2 separate regions of the Mus musculus genome follow, and region 1 is linked to region 2. A link is a contact called in public Hi-C data. All regions are on one chromosome and are shown on one strand. Each heading gives the region's core, a stretch centred on a gene start, on an enhancer-like site or on the middle of the called end of the contact. The rest is flanking DNA. Distances are from core to core; before and after follow the strand shown.

Region 1 (3,554 bases), core at 407-2,906, 88 kb after region 2:
CAGGAATTGAAACCACTGAGACAGTTTCTGTGATTAGTTCGTTAACTCGGTGTGGTATCATATTTACTGTTTCATGAAAGCCTTTCACCTGCTTGCATGATAGTCCTTTCTACTCTTGCTAACTCATTTTTACATCTGTGTTTTAAGCTTGTTCCTATATTTTATCTCCTTAGGACAGCTTTATAGGAGGAACTATTGATGTCTTAGGTCTGAAATGTCTAGCCACACTTCATCGTAAATATTCCTACACTTACCTGTTCATAGAACAGCACTAATAAATATGACAATCCAAAAACTCTCACGATGAAACTGCTATGATAGATTTTTGCAATTCAGTACAAATTGATGTAGCTTTCTGCTTTAAGCTATTTAATGTTTAGAATTCATGGTTGTGATTTGATTGTAAAGACTGTTTTTAAGCATCATACCAACAGATAAAATGTGAGTGCCTGTCCTTTTTTTTTTTTTAAGTATCTGACTAAATTCTCCCCTACCTTAGACTTTGCTATAAATACCTGTGAATTCAATGAAGTGAAGATGGTTTATGGTAGAGCAGTGCTTCTCAGCCTTCCTAATTCTGCAACCCTTTAACAGAGCTTTTCAAGTTGTGCTGACCTCCAAACATAAAACGATTTTTGTTGTTACTTCATAACTATAATTTTGCTACTGTTCTGAAAGGGTCGTTCAACTCTCAAAGGGGCCGTGGCCCACAGGTTGAGAACTGCTGCATTAGAGAAACCATTTCCTCCTTGAGTAAAACATTGCCTTGTTTAAACACAGGGGTTTGTAATGTAAGAGAATATGAAGTTCCAGTACCCAGCAAGGTTAAGTTCTTGAAGGCCTACTGTGAGGCATATCTGAGCTCTGAGGGAGTGCGAGCCTGTTGAGGAGGGAGAAAGCATCATACAGTGAGCACGCTGGCCTTATACATATGAAAGCTTATTCCTTCTTTTCCCCACCAGAGAGGCATTCTGTCTTGTTCTTTGCAGCTACTGTGGGAGTTCACTGTGTATTTGTTGAATTAGTTGTGCAGCAATAGAAATCCCCATAGTATGGATTTATAATTTTAGCTAGCCCATATAAAAGACACACAAACCAGGTGTTTTATTTTATTTGACAGTTAAATTAGAGAGCAATGTTCACATAGCATCACTTGGATAACACCACATAGTGAGATTGACTCTCTAGAGGAAATCATATCTTGAGAAGCCAGTATTTGCATTAGAATACAAGCAGCATCAGACCAACCCACTACAACTCTCTGTTTAAGGGTGGCAGTTACTCGTGATGATGTAAATAACACTTTATAAGGAGTTGGCTAGTCACTGAATGTTCAAGTTCAGACTCGGGGAAACATGAAGAGAAAGTGGAGTGAATGAGAAACGTTCCAAAGGGTGCCTTTGACCTTTGATCTCCTTCTGAGGAGTCAGCTGTGCTAACAGAGTGGAGGAACGTCGATTCTTTCGAGGCCCCTGCTTCCTGTCGTCTTGCACAGCTACACATTTTATGTCTTCTGATTTGTAGAAACAGTGGGGATCCAGGACCTAAATTCATCAGGACCACCTTTAGCCTCTGTCAGATGTAGGCAGTCACAGCACTGACCTCGAAGTGACCTGATGCTGAATGGGAACTGTGTATGTAGTGGTGTGATGACAGTTTTATAGAGATAGTGAGGGGCAAGCCCTGAGCCCCTGGACTCCGAGGATTTCTGAGAATGTTTGGGTGTGTCGTGAGTGTCCGGAATGCCAGCTTGAGTCACTGTCACACAACAGTAATTGTCTTCCCAGGGCCTGGTCTGGCTTCTATTTATAGAGATGACGGAAGTACACAGTGAACGTTGCCAGAGCACAAGCTATAATTTTGGGACATAAGTGATTTTTACATTTTACTTGAGACTACAACTTACTTTGTTGAGCAAAGGCATCTTTTGCAAGTTCAGACAGTATCCAATAAGAAGCTGTGTTAACTACATCTTGTTTCTGAGACTGTGTGAAGAATATCTCTTAATGACGCAAGAGAGACTTGCTAACCCCGACGCTGAACTTTTATTAAGGAAAATCATATTTATCAGCTCTCCTATCTTCAGTTACATAGACGCCCCCCCCCCACCTTTAAACATGTTTAAGTTAGATCTACTACATGTCAACAAACATCTAAAGGTTTTAGGTAAAGTATAAAGAATAAATATATTTTTAAAGTTCATTTTATCGTTGCTACACTATGTGAGCACTATGTGTATACTATGTGTACGCTATGATCTGTAGCTCACTTTTGTGTACACTATGGTCTGTAGTTCACTTTTTAGCCCAATTTTGTTGCTAGGATTCATTCCTATTTTTTCAAAAGATTATAATTTATTTGTTTCAATTTCTCCATATTTTTTTTTTTGGCTTGAGGATACTTCCAAGTATTGACCTATGATTTTGTGTGCAGGTGTTTTGATTATTTCCAGTTTTAATGTTTTTTGGTTGGCTGGCTGGCCAGCCGGCCGGAACCATGCTTTAACAATGCATAATTTTTCTCTGAAATGTTGTAATGTGTTTTGTATTTTAGCCATTCCAAGAGGTGTGGTATTTTTGACATTTGCTATTTTCTAACTGGCTGTATTAGTCAGGGTTATCTAGAGTCACAGAGCTAATGGAAAGTTTCTATATATTAAGGGAATTTATTGGAATGACTTACAGTTTGCAGTTCAACTAACCCAACAATGGGCAGCCGTAATGGGAAGTCCAAGAATCTAGTAGTTGCTCAGTCCCCGAGGCTAGTTGTTTCAGCTGGTCTTCTGGAGAAGTAGGTTCCAACAGAGATGCTGGCAAGTAAATGCAAGCAGGCGAAGAAGAGTGAATGTTCCTTCTTCCAATGTCCTTACGTAGGTCTCCAGCAGAAGGTACAGCCCAGACCACCCCAACTGGACCTAAGCTGTTCTTTGCTTAGAACTGCCTCTGTCCCAAGCTGGCCTTGAAATAGGAGATCTGCTTGCCTCCGTCTCCTAGGATTAAAGGCATGTATTACCTTTCCTGGGCCAAAGCTTCTCATGGCCACTATGCTTCAAGATCTGGATCCCAGATGTACCCTCCATTTCTGGATTGTAGTTCGTTCCGGATGTAGTCAAGTTGACAACTGGGAATAGCCATCACACTGGCGTACACAGTTGAGTTTATTTTCATCAAACTGACCCATTTGCTTGTTTCCTGTCTGGATACCATCTGCGGTGAAGTGTTTATTCAGATCAGTAGCTCCTCTTTGAATTTGGTGTTTATCTTTTATTATTTACTTTTAAGAGCTCTTTGTGTGTTTTGGATATGTCCTTCAGTGAGTACATGTTTTACTAAGATTTTTTTTCTCCTAGTCTATATCTTGTCTTTTCTTAAAATAAAAATAAATGAATACAAATAAAAGGATATTGTGGTGGTTTAAATGAGAATGCCCCCACACCCCAGGGCTCATATATTTGAATGTTTGGTTCCTAGTTGATGGAGCGTTTAGGAAGGATTAGGAAGTATGGCCTTGTTGGAGAAGGCGTGTCACTGGGGTGGCCTTTGAGACTTTAAAAG
Region 2 (3,284 bases), core at 333-2,832:
CTTGAGAAGAAAAGATTTAGCAAGAGATGAGGGGGCGGAGGGACCAAAGAAGGCAATAAATAGTAAATACAATCAAATTACACAGATGTTTGAAGTTATAAAAGGAAAATATGAAATAAATTTGTACTCCTCTTGTGGTTATGTTACTTATTGAATAAGAACTTCCTTAAATTCATGCGTTTCAGAGCAAAAAGCTAATAAGTCCTTTATAATTTCTCTTATTAAAAGTAAAGACACGATTGGATAGAATGAAAATGAATGTTCTATTTATGACATATACATACTGGTCTGAATATGACTAAGGACAATGTGTTGTCATGGTGACAATATTCAGTGTTGTTATGCACAAAGCCAATGGCAGTGTATTAGTGATTATTTGGAGAAATATTCAGTTCCTCTCTTTTTTATTCATGGGTCCTAGTAGCCGTTACTCCAGTTTGATGACAGTGAGTCAAGCTGGCTTGGGATTTAAACTGTGGGTCTGTGTGCTGTTGTTCTACAGTAGAACGGATGAGAGCTCAGTACCCCCTTACTAAGTACTTGATGAATGCCCCTTCAGGCTAAGTACTCTATACATTTGGTATTAAATAGCTAGGATTTGCTACTAAATATAAACTTACTTCTTTGTAGGCTCAAAGTTAACATTGGAATGTTATCTGGTTTCTTCAATCCTCCATCTTCTTTCATGTAATTATACCTACAACAGAATTTGTGGAAAGAGGGAAATGCAGATGTATTCCAGCTGCTTTCTAAGTACATGTGGTGTCACGACTATGATACTGACCACTCAAGTATACAAAGCTAAGTAAATGAAAGGCAGATGCGAGCAGGGAGTCTGTGGGTGACAGGCATCGGGGGTTTGGCCTGATAGTGCAGCCATTTGAGTCAGAGGGTGCACTGATTCAACTGACAAAAAAAAGGGCCGGGCCAGACTCATCAAGCAGGAAGTGTGTTTTCTGTACCTGTGTCTGTGAGCTCTCTCTTAGAAAACCTTGGGCTCAGAAGGCTGACCTCAAGCCCAGTGTGAGGAATGTAAGAGTGCTCGGTGAGAGCTGAGCAGGATGCATGCCGAGTGATGTAACATGGAAAGGTGTAAGGAGGTCGTTGCTAGGAAGTGGGCAGGGCTATCCCAGGAAGCTATGCTGCTCCCACAGGAGTCAGCATTAAGAGTCTGTCCTGACCTGTCATGGCAGAAAGCAACAGAGAGCCTCAGCACAGAACTTAGTGCACTGTGAGGAAATACACTGTGCTGTTTAGGCAACACCCCCAGACACGGGTTCCTTACCAAGGCAATCCAAGCATGTTAACATGAACAGTAACATGGGGCAGGCAAAGTCTGCTGTTGTCTAACATGGTATTCTCTCTGAATCCTATGTTTTTCCTGTCTTTTGTCAAAATGGTGAGGCACAGAGAGAACTAATCAGGTTTCCCAGGAATTGGTTGTCTCCTGAGAAACTCATGGATAAGTGTGGCAAAGGTCTGAATAAACAAAGAGTGCAGGGAATTTTAGGAGCAGAAGATTCTAGCCTGTAGTAATGATCTAATCCGCACAACCGAGAGCCATGCCTACAAATGAATCATCAGCTGTACTACAGGAAATACCAGAAACTCCTTATTTTCCCTGAGTTTGTATTCAGACAGACAGTGTGATCCCAGCGAAACCTGAAACCAAGAAAACGTTTGAGGCCCAAGACAGAAGGCTAAGCATCTAATTCAATCTCACTTGTTCTCCCTCAATTGTAAACACAATTGCAAACCACTGGCTCCCCCAGTGACAATAACCACTTTTTCTGCCCATCGGGAATCTACCTCTATTTCAGGCCAAAGGAGATTGTGTCTCATAAGGTAGAAGCTCAGAGAGCTGGGACCATTTCATAACAAGATACTTCACAAACTTCATTTTTAAGATACAACCGTATGTGTAATTTTTTTCCCCCTAGAAGTCAGAAAGTACTAAATTGCTTTAAAACAATTTGTCCGGCAGTCAGGGCAAGCTCTGTCTGCCTAAGTGCCATTAAAATGTATTCCTTTTGTCCTCCCTGTCCTTCATGGTTGACTTACTCTATGCATCATTAAATTATTCATTACAGTGTGGAGGGACCACTCGAAGTGGCTAGCATTTTACCAACCCAGGTAAAATAGATGATTTTTTTCTGGGGAAGAGGAAATTTTAAAAATGAACCTCAGGGGGAAAGTTGAATAGAATAGTAATCACTGAGAAAAATTAAGAAACGGACTCAATATCTACTTCCAACAATTTTGCCACACCCGGCTGATCTTACACACGGGTCGTTTCTATCTGACCATCAAACGCTTGCTGATTGCTGTGCTGCGGAAATGATTGCTGAGCAGAAAAAGAGGGAAGTACTTTCAATTTACTTTTTTCACACCTCCAACTCAGTTTTGAAAACTTTGCACACCAAAACTGATCTAGATAGCACAAAAGAAATAAAATATAGATCTCACTCGTGAATTTGGAGCTTTGCTAAGCAAAAAAAGCAGAATTCCCGTGCCAACTAATCCAAGACTCCCTACTCTGTCCTCATAAGTTTCGTATTTCCATGCTGGGGTGTGAAGGAGAGTCAAAAGGAGAGAAAATGGATTTAGAGCTTCACTTCAAATTACGACTGGATGGGAGGCCGAGGCAGGAGGTAAAACACAGCTGTAAATAAGTTCTGAGATGTTAAAAATAAGTCACAGAAAATCACAGCTGAGTGTTAAATACAGTGGTGTTCTGTGATATGCTAGCTCCCTCCCAGATCAACAGAGATGACTAGCAGAGATGACTGTAAATGTAACCTTTATCCACCAGATATAATTGTCATCTCAGAGGCTTACTGCTGAATAAACTCACCCTTTCTAGAACTTTCTGAACTCTGCCTGGCTGGTTCAACTCAGCTCTTATAGCTCAAAACTCTTCTCTAAGTTGACTGATTCAGTCTGGCTTCTCTCAGCTTCTGACTGAATTGCTCTGCTTGGTCTCATAATAACTTTGACAATATATTCTAATTTTTGGCTCCTTATTCTCTGGCTCATTCTATTTTCACCTGTGTCTAGCTTGTTTTGTCTATAACATGTATCTGTAAAAGTTGCCTCCTCTGTCTCTGTCTCTCTTTGTCCCTTGATTGTGTTCCTTCTGCTCTGCTCTTAAGTAGCTTCTCTTTTTTGACTGTTCTCATGAGTTGTCTCATATACTATCTTTAACTCTGTCCATCATATCTTTCCTTGATTTGTCACTTTGTCTGCCCATTTATTAAACATCACTTTCAAGCATGGCTGCTTTC

Evidence for each region. Hi-C and Micro-C count contacts between places; a contact is called where the count stands out from the background.
Region 1: a contact with region 2 is called in a Hi-C map of the N1E-115 cell line, with 2.6 times the contacts expected there. The contact joins two enhancer-like sites. A contact is called at or near these places in 1 of 39 promoter capture datasets (liver), 20 of 484 Hi-C or Micro-C datasets (8-cell embryo, the Ba/F3 cell line, the HL-1 cell line and 12 more) and 2 of 115 datasets of contacts at active chromatin or transcription factors (embryonic stem cells and neural progenitor cells).

Annotation. Positions count from the first base shown.
Region 1 is chr10:25,060,200-25,063,753 of GRCm38.p6, forward strand. No RefSeq gene overlaps it. Among named protein-coding and RNA genes, the nearest start is that of Gm51762, 26 kb to the right of the region's middle. Within about 2 kb of position 1,657, at least 31 of the 459 cell types and tissues checked have an H3K27ac peak or open chromatin away from gene starts, as enhancers often do. A contact at or near this core is called in the HL-1 cell line, the N1E-115 cell line and trophoblast stem cells, where this site is marked.
Region 2 is chr10:24,971,984-24,975,267 of GRCm38.p6, forward strand. No RefSeq gene overlaps it. Among named protein-coding and RNA genes, the nearest start is that of Gm36228, 14 kb to the left of the region's middle. Within about 2 kb of position 1,583, at least 71 of the 459 cell types and tissues checked have an H3K27ac peak or open chromatin away from gene starts, as enhancers often do. A contact at or near this core is called in the HL-1 cell line, the N1E-115 cell line and trophoblast stem cells, where this site is marked.